Regions from separate parts of the Mus musculus genome. Here regions 1, 2 and 3 are each linked to region 4. Evidence: chromatin contacts called from public HiCAR-type, HiChIP or PLAC-seq and promoter capture Hi-C data. All regions are on one chromosome and are shown on one strand. Each heading gives the region's core, a stretch centred on a gene start, on an enhancer-like site or on the middle of the called end of the contact. The rest is flanking DNA. Distances are from core to core; before and after follow the strand shown. Region 1 overlaps Ehbp1 (EH domain binding protein 1). Region 2 overlaps Rel (reticuloendotheliosis oncogene). Region 3 holds the start of Papolg (poly(A) polymerase gamma). Region 4 holds the start of Commd1 (COMM domain containing 1).

What was found. HiCAR-type assays count read pairs that join an accessible place to other places. HiChIP or PLAC-seq counts read pairs in DNA pulled down with a chosen protein or histone mark. Capture Hi-C pulls out chosen DNA fragments and counts their contacts.
Region 1: a HiCAR-type map of kidney shows a contact between it and region 4, with 5 times the contacts expected there. The contact joins the enhancer-like site here to the promoter of Commd1 in region 4. A contact is called at or near these places in 9 of 39 promoter capture datasets (the 3T3-L1 cell line, 3T3-L1-derived adipocytes, cranial neural crest and 5 more) and 4 of 115 datasets of contacts at active chromatin or transcription factors (bone marrow-derived macrophages, kidney, large pre-B cells and 1 more).
Region 2: an H3K27ac HiChIP or PLAC-seq map of extraembryonic endoderm stem cells shows a contact between it and region 4, with 3 times the contacts expected there. The contact joins the enhancer-like site here to the promoter of Commd1 in region 4. A contact is called at or near these places in 8 of 39 promoter capture datasets (the 3T3-L1 cell line, the C10 cell line, the HPC-7 cell line and 5 more), 1 of 484 Hi-C or Micro-C datasets (LSK cells), 1 of 115 datasets of contacts at active chromatin or transcription factors (extraembryonic endoderm stem cells) and 1 of 9 other capture datasets (pancreatic islet).
Region 3: a promoter capture Hi-C map of adipose tissue shows a contact between it and region 4. The contact joins the promoter of Papolg here to the promoter of Commd1 in region 4. A contact is called at or near these places in 1 of 39 promoter capture datasets (liver), 2 of 115 datasets of contacts at active chromatin or transcription factors (astrocytes and fetal liver) and 1 of 9 other capture datasets (adipose tissue).

What each region holds. Positions count from the first base shown.
Region 1 is chr11:22,196,898-22,200,111 of GRCm38.p6, reverse strand. The region is part of intron 5 of Ehbp1 (EH domain binding protein 1); the gene reads left to right. Among named protein-coding and RNA genes, the nearest start is that of Ehbp1, 88 kb to the left of the region's middle. Within about 2 kb of position 1,896, at least 12 of the 459 cell types and tissues checked have an H3K27ac peak or open chromatin away from gene starts, as enhancers often do. A contact at or near this core is called in kidney, where this site is marked.
Region 2 is chr11:23,737,247-23,740,407 of GRCm38.p6, reverse strand. It overlaps Rel (reticuloendotheliosis oncogene), which reads left to right. Exons shown (of 10, transcript NM_009044.3): 10 at 1-3,161. Among named protein-coding and RNA genes, the nearest start is that of Rel, 32 kb to the left of the region's middle. Within about 2 kb of position 1,822, at least 1 of the 459 cell types and tissues checked has an H3K27ac peak or open chromatin away from gene starts, as enhancers often do. A contact at or near this core is called in extraembryonic endoderm stem cells, where this site is marked.
Region 3 is chr11:23,893,616-23,896,597 of GRCm38.p6, reverse strand. It overlaps Papolg (poly(A) polymerase gamma), which reads left to right and starts at 1,328. Exons shown (of 22, transcript NM_172555.2): 1 at 1,328-1,576. The coding sequence starts at 1,560. Gm12061 (a long non-coding RNA gene) reads right to left here and starts at 2,346. Exons shown (of 4, transcript XR_872317.3): 1 at 2,153-2,346; 2 at 1,738-1,835.
Region 4 is chr11:22,980,517-22,983,705 of GRCm38.p6, reverse strand. It overlaps Commd1 (COMM domain containing 1), which reads left to right and starts at 1,422. Exons shown (of 3, transcript NM_144514.2): 1 at 1,422-1,627. The coding sequence starts at 1,451.

The DNA.
Region 1 (3,214 bases), core at 647-3,146, 780 kb after region 4:
ATAGCTTGACTCAGTGAAAGGCTAGAGGGCTTCAGATTATTAGACAAAACCAGTCCTTCAGCAGGGCTTCTACAGTGGCCTTGTTCATTCAAGGACGGTTCTTGTGGCAAGGTTCAGAGTTGAGTTTAGAGGCAGGTTTCAATGCAGACATGTCAACAAGTAGGTCGTATAAAATGAAAGTGATGACTGGGGGTGACAAAATGAAATCAAGTTAACTGGAACCACCTGAAATCGTCAGTTTAATTTGGTAGGGGATGGGAAGAAGGATTCTGAACAAGCAGCGATACTTTGTAAATAATGACTCTGCGTTACATATGAGCCACTAACAAAAGGGAGGCACAAAAGACTCGATTGCCTTGTTTGTTTTTTTATTTTGCATTGGGAGGAAAAAGTAGGAGAGGGGTATAATTTAGGTCTGATAGAAAGAAATGGGAGCTGCCAAACGTGCTAGGAAGGAGGGGAAATGAGTGGGTAAAGAATCTGCACTGGTTACAGGGAATGCCTGTGAGCTTAGCACAGTGTCTGAAGTCTTGCTTACTTTAAAATTTTATACAAGTTCATTCGCCCTCAGTATTTCTTATTCTTGCTCCACACCCAGGCTCCATCCTTCATCTTTATTCTCTTTGTAAGTTGCTTTCATTAGCGACTGAGGGGTAAAATGGAGATCAGAGAACTGACTTGAGACCCGAGCTGTCTTCTCTGCTCTGTAGTTGGTGCTTCCTAGATTATTTACAGCATTTCTCCCCTACACATCCTTGTTTGTCTCTGTGTTGGTGGACCTGATGACTGAAAACCTCAAGTCAGTCAGAGGGTAGCTTCAATCAGATTATTGGTTTTGACTGATTTTAACTTTTAAATCAAGCAGGAATTGCAAGAATCTAAATTGCCTTAACTACTATTTCTTGATGGACAGGCAAAGTAATTTAATTTATAAAATGACTTTATAACAAGCATGAAAGGATAGATAGCACTGGCATTTCTTTGTGACTGAGGTATAGTAGCACACATCCAGGAGGGTGCTGATTTATAAATGTGTATTCTCAGTGTCTGGTGCAGTCTGGGGTTTAGATACCCTGAGCTTGGGAGAGCTCTTCTTGTAATATGATTACTTTTTATACTATAGGATTTTATTTTTAATGTCTTTGTGTATTTAATTATTTTAAAATTATGATTACTTTTGCTGTATTTAATATGAAGTTTTTTTTTAACGCTCTTTTTCATCCTACCAAAATTTAGCTTGCCATCCCATCAAAATAGATAAATCCAAAAAGCCCATTTTGGATAAGTATAATATTTTCAAAGTTTCTAAGTTGAATAAACTCTTTACTTTCCACTGAAACTTTTTTTTATTGTTTTGAGCCTAAACATGAACAAATTCTTTTTTAAACATATGTGTATTTAAATAAGCAACACTTCATATCTTTTCTTCATAAAGTGAAATATTTCCTTAATGCTAACACAACCCTAGTCACTTCTCTGCCAAAGCAAACAGAAGAATGAACGCTTTATTAATCATCCGTAACTAACGTGGGTACACAGAGAAGAAAATCAAATCTGTTTTTGACAAGAACCTTTTGATGGAATTAGAAAGAGAGAGAGAGAGAGAGGGAGAGAGAGAGAGAGAGAGCGCAAGAGAGCACCGTTCTTTCTCTTCTCCTGAAGAGAGACTTCACCTCCCCGTGGGTCTCTTGTCATTTGTGAACATAAAGGAAGGTTAGGTCTTTATTTTCACTGCTGCACACAAATGGCAACAAGTCAAAACTTGGAAGAACTTTAAATAAAAGTGGCATTCTCCTGCCTCCTCCCTTCCTTCCAGCTCCAGCTCCACATCATAGAGGTGTAGCTTTTCATCCCAGTTCCAGTTCTCTTCTCCTCCGTTGTAGCTCTGAAGGACGCCTATTTAGTGAGTTGGTAACCTCACATAACAGTTACTGCATTTCTGGTTCAGGTTTCACATGCCTGCCTGGAAGCATTTCAAAAATAAAAATAGGTCACAAGGAGGTGTTCTCTGATGATTTCTTCACCCCACCGTCTTCCTTCCTCCGACTCCTCCAGGGTTCAACACTGGTTGCCACCAGGCTCACTGCTGCTCCAAGCTCAGCCTCTCCTATGATCCCGCACTCACTCTCCACACCCACTCTCCGACTTCTCCACAGTCCTCATACTCAAATCTACTTTATATGTATATTTTGAGGCTTCTTTGTTATTAGAGTTTGTATTAATATAGAGTCAGCCTAGGCAAACATTATATTTTCTTCTTAAAGATGTAGAAAATTCACAGAAAAATAAAAATATGCGTTGGCCGGATATTCTGGCACATACTGATAGCCCTAGCTCCTGGGAGGGCCGGGGCTAGGTTTGTGACTTTGAAACCAGCCTGGACTATCTAAGGGCCCTGTGAGAAGACAAACATCAAGAAAAACAAATCTTTATAGGCTCAAGTAATTCCTTCTGGTTTTCCCTTGTTTGGTTTTTCTACTGTGGGTCAGTGGTCTTTGATAAAAACTAGGCTTCCTACCCTTCTTTTATGGGTAGGAATAAGAATTTTGACTTTAAAAAGCTGAAAGAATAGGCAAATAGAGCAGTCTTGATTTTCTGTGCAAACAAATTTACCCTTTCTTTAAAAGACTATTAAAAGCAACGTAACAGAGATGAGTTGTGTTACAGTTGTCTTCTCTGCCCTTCTGCCCCTTCTTGGCTCCTCTGGGCCTGCCCCCTCTGTTCTCGCCATACCGCTTCAAGACAACCCATCCCTCCAGCCATCTTTTCCTAGGAGATAATCTCAATTTAAAATGGTAATCAGGATAAAAATGGAACTCGGCATTTAATTTTAGAATGAACCGTTTACTAGAATATATCAATTACTTCAGAGATTCCTGTACTGATTTTAGTCCATTTTAAACAGCTTGTTTGGGGCCCTGCCTGGAAATAATCATGAAACTGTGTGACTGTCTAAACCTAAGTCTGTCTTCTCAGCATTTTATGAATTAGGTTTGTTAACTTCTGTCACTCTGGAAAGTCGTGTATCTGTAGTTAGGTTGGAATGCCCAATTACACAGCAGGCATATTAGACTGTGGGTCATAAAAATCTGTAACTAGGAGGTATTCCAAGACTGTCGAAAGGCTTGGCCTTCTGAGGCTGCCCAACTGTGCCCTGATGAACTGACTTCTCCTTAGTGTAGAATTTCCTGTTTTCTGCCCAGTCAACTAAAAA
Region 2 (3,161 bases), core at 573-3,072, 760 kb before region 4:
AAGCAGCTGCCTTCCCTCAGCTCTGCTTCCCTCATGGCATTACTGCTGTCACGGGGATAATTTAATAGAGACCTCAAAGTCATATCTGATTGTCCTCCAGTCATATATTGTCCTTTTGAGTCTGCCTACTCAGTGTCCTGTGTCTGCCCATTCTGTTACTGGAAATCTTTATTCTTTTTCTTCAGTGAATATCTTTTCCATATGTTTAAGGTTTTTTTTTTTTTGATACCTTATTCCTCTTAGACGTTGTAGTTGGAACATGTTGAATTTATTCCCACAGGTGTCTATAGATGTAACCTATTCTGCCTGTGCTCCCAACACTTAGCTTTTAACAGCAGGCTTCTCTGCAAGGCTTGGTCCTGCTGCTACAGCTGAGAGGTGCAGCTCTGCCTCTCTCTGCTCCTATATTACAGACCTTCAGCGGATGGTAGTCAGTTAAGTGCTTCTCACTTATCTCTGGGACTCTAGCATTTGACGTACACTCTGGCCTAACTGGTGCTGTATAAATAGTAGCTATTTATTAGAAAAGGGGGATAATTATAAAATCATATTTGAGGATATAGTTTTTAATGGGAAAGGTGCTTCACCCTGCAGGAAAAGTAATGATGCCAAGATAACCTGTCCTGTGAGACATACTTCTCTTCTGGTCGACTGCTGCTCTTCCTCCTCCTCTTCTTCCCCCTCCTCCTTCTTCTTCCTCTTTCCTCCTCCTTCAAAAAACTATACAGACACTGGCACATGCTTCATGGTAGAGCATGGCCCTGTGTTTGATACCCAGAATTGCAACAACAACAACAAAATTATAAAACAAAAGTATAAAAACTACCCTGAGGCTCTTTGATACCCAAAGCTGTTCTCTTGGAAATCGTAGTACCACCAGTATAGTATCAGGTAGAAATCCTGCCTCTGTATGGAAGGTTATATCCTACATACCCCAGCGGTACCCCTTGACAGTTTACCATGCATAGACATGTAAGTAGCCTGTATTCATAACATTTTTGTAACTGTATATTGTACAATGTACCCTGTTCCATGTAGAAAATAAGAGGGGAATGGTATTCAACTTTTGTTCTCAAAGATATGTTTCTTTTCTTATGAAGAATCACATATATAGTCAACCACAGAAACATGGACAAACTTTAAGGTATAATTTGAAGAATTTTTGATTATATTAAAACAATGCAACCACTATGCTTGGGACCCCAGAAGTTCTCCGCACCTCCAAACCACTGTTCTGATTTTTGAGAGCCTGCTGACTTCCTATCCTTTTCTTTTGCTAATTAGTTCTCCATTTGGAAAACCTTAGTGTAGAGTAAGTCAGTTTGTTTTACTATGCTGTGTCGTGTTTCCACAGTCTCAGAAAAACTATATTTTTGTGGAGAGACTTAAAATTGGTGATCCAGGTTGTCTAATTGTACCATATCAAGTTTTAATCATAAGTTGGAATATTGAAAGTTTACCATAAGCTGTCAGACAGCATGCAACAAGATAAAGAAGAGAGACTGATTTTAGTCAGTTAGCCTAAATGGACCTGCTGGTCTTCAGAAACTCAGGCAGAAAATCACAAGTTTAAGGCCTGCACAGTCTGCAGAGTGACTTCAAGGGAACAACTTTGTGAGCTCCTATCTCAAAATATAAAGTGGAAAAAAGGGCGTCCTGAGCTATAGTTCAGTGATAGAGCACCTAGCATGTACAGCTAAAGACTCGGTGCCTAACTCCAAAGAACTAAAAACCTGGCCTTCCTACTTCCTAGGGTGTGGTTTGTGCTAAGAAATGTCTGAATAGAAACACCGAGTTAAAGATTGTGTTTCTCATGGGCCCTGATTAGTCTATTATCCAAACATTCTTAACCACTTGATACCCAGAGAGAAAAATCACAGGGTGGATAAACACTTTGGGAGACCTATGAGAAAAGCAGGTTTCTCTTTAGACAAACGTCTTTAAGTTGCCCCATATGGACCTGGCTCTCTCCGAGGACACTTTCTTATCAAGGGAAGTCAGTTACTGGCTTTACTTTTGGTATTTTGTGACTTGATTTCTTTGTGTAAGTTGAGAGTCTTTGGGAGTACTTTAACTCCTGTGACGTTGCCACTGCAGGGTTTCAGGTCTGTTCAGAGGTTGGATGTGCACGGAAGAGGATAGAATGCTTTTGTGTCTAGGAATGGAAAGCCCACGCTATTCTTGGAAGCCCAGCAGTGGGCCATAGGCATGAAGGTGCCACCCAAGTCTATCCAGTTTCATCCCTTGAATATTTAAGCCGAACATCATGGCAGAATTTAAACCTCAAGGTCAACAGTGGATGAGATCAAATCTCAAAAGTGATCAGGTCTGATTGTTTTCATGTCTGTAGAAAGGCCGAAACCCACGCATGTCCTCATCATCTTTTGTCTTTTTGGTTGGCTTTGGGGAGGTTGGGTTTGGTTTGGTTTGGTTTGGTTTGGTTTGGTTTGGTTTGGTTTGGTTTGGTTTGGTTTGGTTTTTTTCCCAAACAGGGTTTCTCCGTGTTGCCCTGGCTGTCCTGGAACTCATGGAAGTCTGCTTCTGCCTCCCAGACTTTATTTATTTTTTTTAGCTTTCAGAACTTTAAAGAATCACAAACAAGCCAGGTGGCACTAACACACTCCTTTAAAACCAGCACCCAGGGGGCAGAGGCAGGCAGATTTCTGTTAGTTTGGGCTGGACACTTACTCTGTAGTAAGTGTCAGGCCAGATGGGGATACACAGAGAAAACTTGTCTCAAAAAACAACAAACCCAAAAACAAACCAATACAACAACAAAAGAATCACAAACAAAATAAAAAGAAATGTTGACTCCTCAACAAATTGAGTTTTTAGCAGCTTTATAATTTTTGGTAAAATACCAAATTTACCTATGGTAATTTTTTTCTAAGCTTCTTTAGCCAAAATGTAACTTCTCATGAGCTGGAGTAAAGTAAGGCTGAGGCATCTTGGGATAACTATGACTTCACTGCTCTTAGTGAAGCAGCCATAGTGATATATCCTGTAGCTCCAATACTTGGAAGGATGAGGCAGGAGGGATGCTTGAGGGAGACCTCAGCTAGTCAGTCACCAGAGAACTTTAAAACACTATTGGCTATGGTTAATAGACCCCTACAAAACAGGGGAATCTTTGCTGTTGTTTTGACCTTAAATTGAATATT
Region 3 (2,982 bases), core at 79-2,578, 910 kb before region 4:
TGAAAAGGGAGAACAGAACAGACTCTAGAAGTCATCCTCTGACTCCCTGCAGGCTAAAGTAAGTGTACTTTACATTTTTTTCTTAAAGAAAAAGTTCAAGGTTAACGTAAACTTTATTTTAAAGTTCTAGAAGTCACAAAGCTAGCAAATAACAAAGGTGGGTCTGCTTCGAATCAAATCCCAGTCTAGCGACCTCCTGAGCTCCATTTTGTCTTCTCATAACCTACCAAAATCTGTACTCCCAAATCCTGCTAATATACAGAATCCTCTCTTTTAGGAAGCTATTAGTGACTTTCCTCCATGTTTAGATGGTCCTCTTTTGGTCCCCCAATGACAACTGGACCCCATCTGTATTTAAATAGTGTATATATATATTTTCTCATCCACTCGCAATAAACTCTTGAGGATACGAATCTAGTTCCTACAGTGTGTAATACATACTTCTGCAGCAGCAGAATATCACTCATATTTGAAGTTTTTCTCCACCTTTTGATGGGAAAACTCTGAACTTGCTCAGGTCAAACCACAGACCTGCTTTTATGCATCAAACATGGAGCATAAACAAACTGACAGACCAGATTTTCAATAAATACTTTGAGTGAATAAATGAATAATTCAGAAAGTAACCTCCTTTCCCGTGACTGAGTCTCATTCCCCAAACAACCGTGCTTGACTCTTGGGAGAAAAAGACAGGGTTTGAAATTACTTTTATCCTTTAACATTTAAACATTGGTCATTTTCTCCCTCATTTTCACCGTCATAATCACACAGAACATGATTTTCACTATTTGAAAATGTGAGGTTTGGGGGCAGAGCGGTGGAAATCCTTGGGTTTATCTTACGGCTAACTAGTAGCAATTATGTTCAACATCTCAGCTAAATGCCACAAAGTCATAAATTGGGACTTGGAGGTGGTACTCCGAGGGAAAAGAATACAAGTTAAGCTGATTTATTTATAAGCTTTCTTCCCTGGATTGGTTGTGTTAAAGTCGCACCTTCTTGGGTGTGACCCTCGGTGACAAAAATCTTCTCAATGTGTACTTATTAAGTCTATGACTTTAAGATGTGGGATAACGGAAGAGTTAAAATGGTGTTAGGGAAAGCGGTGGTTTTTTTTCTAGATGCTTTTATTGCAGAAACAAGGGGAAATTGACAAATAACCTTCCCAGAGGTTTGCCTGAATTGACAATCCCACAGACCAGGGAGACCTGACACTCTGACAGATGCTTTTGCTGCAAGTCCGCTGAGGTGGGCGGGTCCCGGGAACTCAAGGCTGGGTGGGGGTGTGCCCGAGGGCGGGCCCAGGGCTGCAGGGCGGAGCCGCGGAAGGCGAGAGGCAGCCTGGGAAGTAGCGCCATATTGGCGGTGGCCGCGCTGTATTGTCATAAATAGAGCCGGTTTTGTGGTGTTTTCACTACTCGGTTGAATGCCTCGGCTGTAGAGAGTGGGGAAGTGAGCGAGCTACAAGCGAGCGAAGGGAATTGGACAGAGGAAGGAAGAGAGGGCAAGAACAGGACCCCAAAGCGAAAGACACTCGCTGGAGAGAGACGCAGGAAGCGATGAAAGAGATGTCTGCGTAAGTGGGGGCGGCGGTTGAGGGCGAGGTGGAGAGAGGTGCGCTGAGGTGGGCAGCCCCGGCTTCCAGCCCCTGCGCCTGGCACCCTGCGCAGCCGGCCGGGACCTCTGCTTTCCGCTGCCCTCCACTCCGCAAGGGCATCTCCCCTACCCGGGACTCACCTGGCCGCCCGGCGGGGATTCGGGAGTCGCCGTCAGCCCCCCGCCGCCCGCCTCTGAGGACGCCCCCAGACCAGGATGAGGGGGAAAGGCGCGTGTGGCTGAGGAGAAAAAACGGTCGGTCACTCTCCTGCCCCAGCCGTGTCTGAGCCCGTCTATTCTGTCTGCATTGGCGCAAATACCATCCCCCTGCCTCCCCTCCTCCCGGCCGGACCCGCTATCTTTCAGGTCTTTCGGAGAGGGACTGACCTAGCGGAGCCCCTAGGTTTGCGGTTGCTCCATGAGAAAGGCTAAACCCTCTACCCCGTTCCTTCCCACCGACCCACAATATCTACCGGGCTGTATCTATCCCCTGCTCACACTTTGATAAGTCGGAAGCAGTTTCTGTACTTGTCAAGAATTTATTAGAATTTCTTACCTTTCACTTTATCCGGAAATAATTTCAACGTACAGAAAAATGCACAGAAATACAAAACACCATTTGTGTAGCCACCACCCATTTTTCCCTAAGACTAACATGGGGTGTGTTCTTAGCTCTTTAACCTTTCTTTCTTGAAAAGAAGTCGAGCATTCCAATACATCTGAAGACTCGCCTATCCTTTCTCTGATTGCATTCACGACGCTCTTCCAAGGCCCCAGAGCACTGAGTTTGGTGTTTCTTGTTACTGCATTTTTAATGTTGATAGTACCTATCCCTGTATCCATAAAAACTGTGTACCTGTTTTAAACTGTTTATAGGGTATTTATTATCAGTTACTACTCTGTAGACTGGTTCTTTAGAACATGATCTCTCTGACCTTTTGCTATGTTAATATTTTCATTATTAGTTATTTTTTATTAACTAATGTATTCCGTTTATAAACATAGCCCAGTGTAGTACTTTTAGTGACTATTTTGAGCTATTTAAAAGTTTTTTATAGAATGTCAGTGAGAATTCTATTTACCTATCTTTGTACCTTCAGTAACATTTCTGTAAGGTTTTTTTTTTTTTTCCTTGTAAGTGAAATTCATAACACTTTTTGAGACCTACTTCTTAGAGTTCCTGTTTGGTTTGATTTTATGAAAATCTGTCTGTGCCATGTATTAATCACACACTAATCTTGCTCAGACAACCTTATCTCTCATAGACAGACAGACAGACAGACAGATAGATAGATAGAACTTGAAATAATTAATTGAAGTTTTGTTTGTTCTACAGCAAGATAAAAATGGGAGAGAAATTAGAGTTGGGTTTTTTAAAATACTCCC
Region 4 (3,189 bases), core at 173-2,672:
TTTTTTTTTTTGGTTTTTCAAGACAAGGTTTCTCTGTGTAATCCAGGCTGGCCTCACACTCAGAGAATGCCTCTGCCTCCCAAGTTCAGGGATTAAAACCCAGTATGCTATTTTTATTTATTTATTTTGGTCTTTTTGAGACAGGGTTTCTCTGTATAGCCCTGGCTGTCCTGGAACTCACCTTGTAGACCAGGCTGGCCTCGAACTCAGAAAACTGCCTGCCTCTGCCTCCTGAGTGCAGGGATTAAAGGTGTGTGCCACTATGCCCGGGTTTTTATTTTAAATTACAATTAGCTTATACTAATTTTTCCAATTGGGAGCTAATTTACATATTGCAAAACTGTCTTTTAGTGTATACAATTCACTGTGCTTTGGTAAAGGACAAAGCCGTGTAGTTATCACCAGTGGCTGCTCATAGGCATTTTCATCATCTGAAAACAGACTTTGTACCCATTATGTCATTTCCTATTCTTCCCTCCTTCAGTCCTTGACAACTGGATTTTTGTATGGATTTGCTTAATTTAGCAGTAAATAAGATTGTCCAGTTGTCTTTCATGTCTGGCTTCATTCGTTTCACGCATTTTTTTTCTTTTTTTCTTTTTAATTATGTAGGCCTGTCTGTGCACATGAGTACATTGCTGGTGGAAGCTTTCAATTTCTGAGGTTGGAGTTACAGGAGGTTGTAAGTCGCCTAAAGCGAGTGCTGGAAACTGAACTTTGGTCCGCTACAGGAATAGTATACATTCTTAACCATTGAATCTGTCCAGCCCTCATTTAGCACATTTTAAAGGTTCACCTATATTATAGTATCATGCTACACGCTTATTATAGCTGAATATAAGTAAGGGTTTTTTTTTGGGTAATTATGTAGATAAGTATTTACTAATGCGATTCCACTTTAAGAATGAAAATAAGGCTTTGAAAAATAGTGGTTATAGAAATGGAGACCAGACTACTGATAATGGCTAGAAAGACAACGTACGGGTATACACAAAGGAATTAATGCAAGCAAAGAGATCATGTCCTCATGAAGTAGCTACATTTGGGGGGCGTGGGGAAAAGATTATAGAGCTTAGAACTGAGTAGTAGGCACTGCTCATTTAATTGCAAGCTGTAGAATGAGATACAGCCATCGAAGAATTAAGGTGGCATTCTTACGGAGTTACAGTTAGGTATCTCCAGCCAGCGATCGTTCCTTTGAGTGCGCATTTGCACATCGGAGTGAAGAAGGAAACAACAAAAACACAGTGACTCTAAAGGAAACTGAGTGGATTTGGCTGTGGTGGAAGTAGTGGATGTGTGTGGCAGAGCAAACGAGAGAACTGTTTATATCGACTAGTGGAGGAACCCGGCATCGCGTTCCGTGGCTGCCTTTGCCAGCTTTTATGGCCCTTCTCGGCCCCCGTAGCGGACCGGAGCTCAGCCGCTGGGCGGCAGGCCCTCCTTAGCCATGGCGGGCGATCTGGAGGGTGGCAAGTCCCTGAGCGGGCTGCTGAGCGGCCTAGCGCAGAACGCCTTTCACGGACACTCGGGTGTCACGGAGGAGCTGCTGCACAGCCAACTCTATCCGGAAGTGCCACCGGAGGAGTTCCGCCCCTTCCTGGCGAAGATGAGAGGACTTCTCAAGGTACGGTGGTTCCGCCGAGCAGCCCTGCCCTCCTCGCAGCCTCAGGCCCGCCCCCAGCCTCGGGTGCTGCTGTCTTTGGGCGCTCAGCGACCCTCCTGAGCCGTGGAGGTCGCTCTGTTGCGCCCTTGTTTTAGGGACACATAACGGTGAAAACATTGATTTTTTTTTCTCTCCCTCAAGACTTTCTGTGTCTGTAGTATAGATAAGTTTCGAGTTTTTTTCGCCTCGGACTTTGATGTTGCACCGGGCGTTGTAGTGCACTCCTTTAATCTGTGCACTTGGAGAGGCAGAGGCTGGCAGAGAGTTGTGTGAGTTCGAGGCCAGCCTGTTGCACAGAGTTCCAGGGCAGTCAGGGCAATGTGGTGAGACCCTTGTTTAAAGAGAGCGAGAGCGTGCTTGCCAGCTTTCCTGGGTTGTGGAAGTTGGGGAGCGTTAGCATGAGGTGGTTGGTGAGATAAAGGATTGATTAACTGGAGTAAACACCATTAAAGCAGTCGACTCTATGATTTCCAAATGGAACGAAGTATACATCAGACTGTCTCATGAAAACTATTAGAGGGCAACATAACAGGTGAAATTAACTAAAAAGATTTATTTTTATTTTATGTGTATGGGTGCGGTGCCTGCATGTGCACTGGTGGTTGGAACGGTTATAGGCCACCACATGGGTGCTGGAAACCCGGGTCTTCCTCAAGAGCATTATTAGGGCTCTTCTAAGCAGTCTCTCCAGTCCCCCATTCCACCTGGGGTTTGAGATAGGATCTCTTGTAGCCCAGACTAGCCTTGAACTCACGTGTAGTTGATCCACCTTCCACTTCCCAAGTGTTAGAATTTCAAGCAGCTACCACCATCTCCTGCTGTGACCTCTGTGTGTGTGGGTGGCATGGGGTGGGGTACCTTGCACTATCTCACTCTGTGTGGGGGGTGGCGTGTGGGGGGATACCTTGCACTATCACTCTCTACCTATCTTTCCAGACAGAGTCTCTCTCTCACTGTACCTGGAATCCAGTCTCACTGACTGGCTAGAGCAGCCAAGAACTCAAGAGATCTGCTTGTATTTGCTCTCCCAGAGCTTGGGTTACAGAAATAGGGGACCATGCCCAGCCTTTTCATGGGTGCTGGAGAATCAGAACCAGGCCCTAATTGAGCTATCTGCCCAGCTGGCAGCTGGTTCCTGTGACTTTTTTTTTTTTTTCCCCTTGGGTAAGCTGTTATAACTAAAGTGTATTCAAGGTATCTATCATTTATGTAATTACTATTCAATGTATTGTTTTCACAAAGTCTTTATTTTCTGTGTATTGAAGTTTTGCCTGCATGTGTATCTCTGAATGTGTTGGAACTTCTGATGCTGGCGTTACAGACAGTGGTGATCTGTCATGGGGATGCTGGGAATTGAATCTGAATTCTCTGAAAGAATGGCCAGTACACTTAACTGCTGAGCCATCTCTCCAGCTCCTTCACAAAGTCTTTAAAATATGATGTGCATTTTACATTTAAAACATTTTAGTTGCAACTAGCCACATTCGAAATGGTTAAAGTGGCCATATGTGGCTAATGACCAC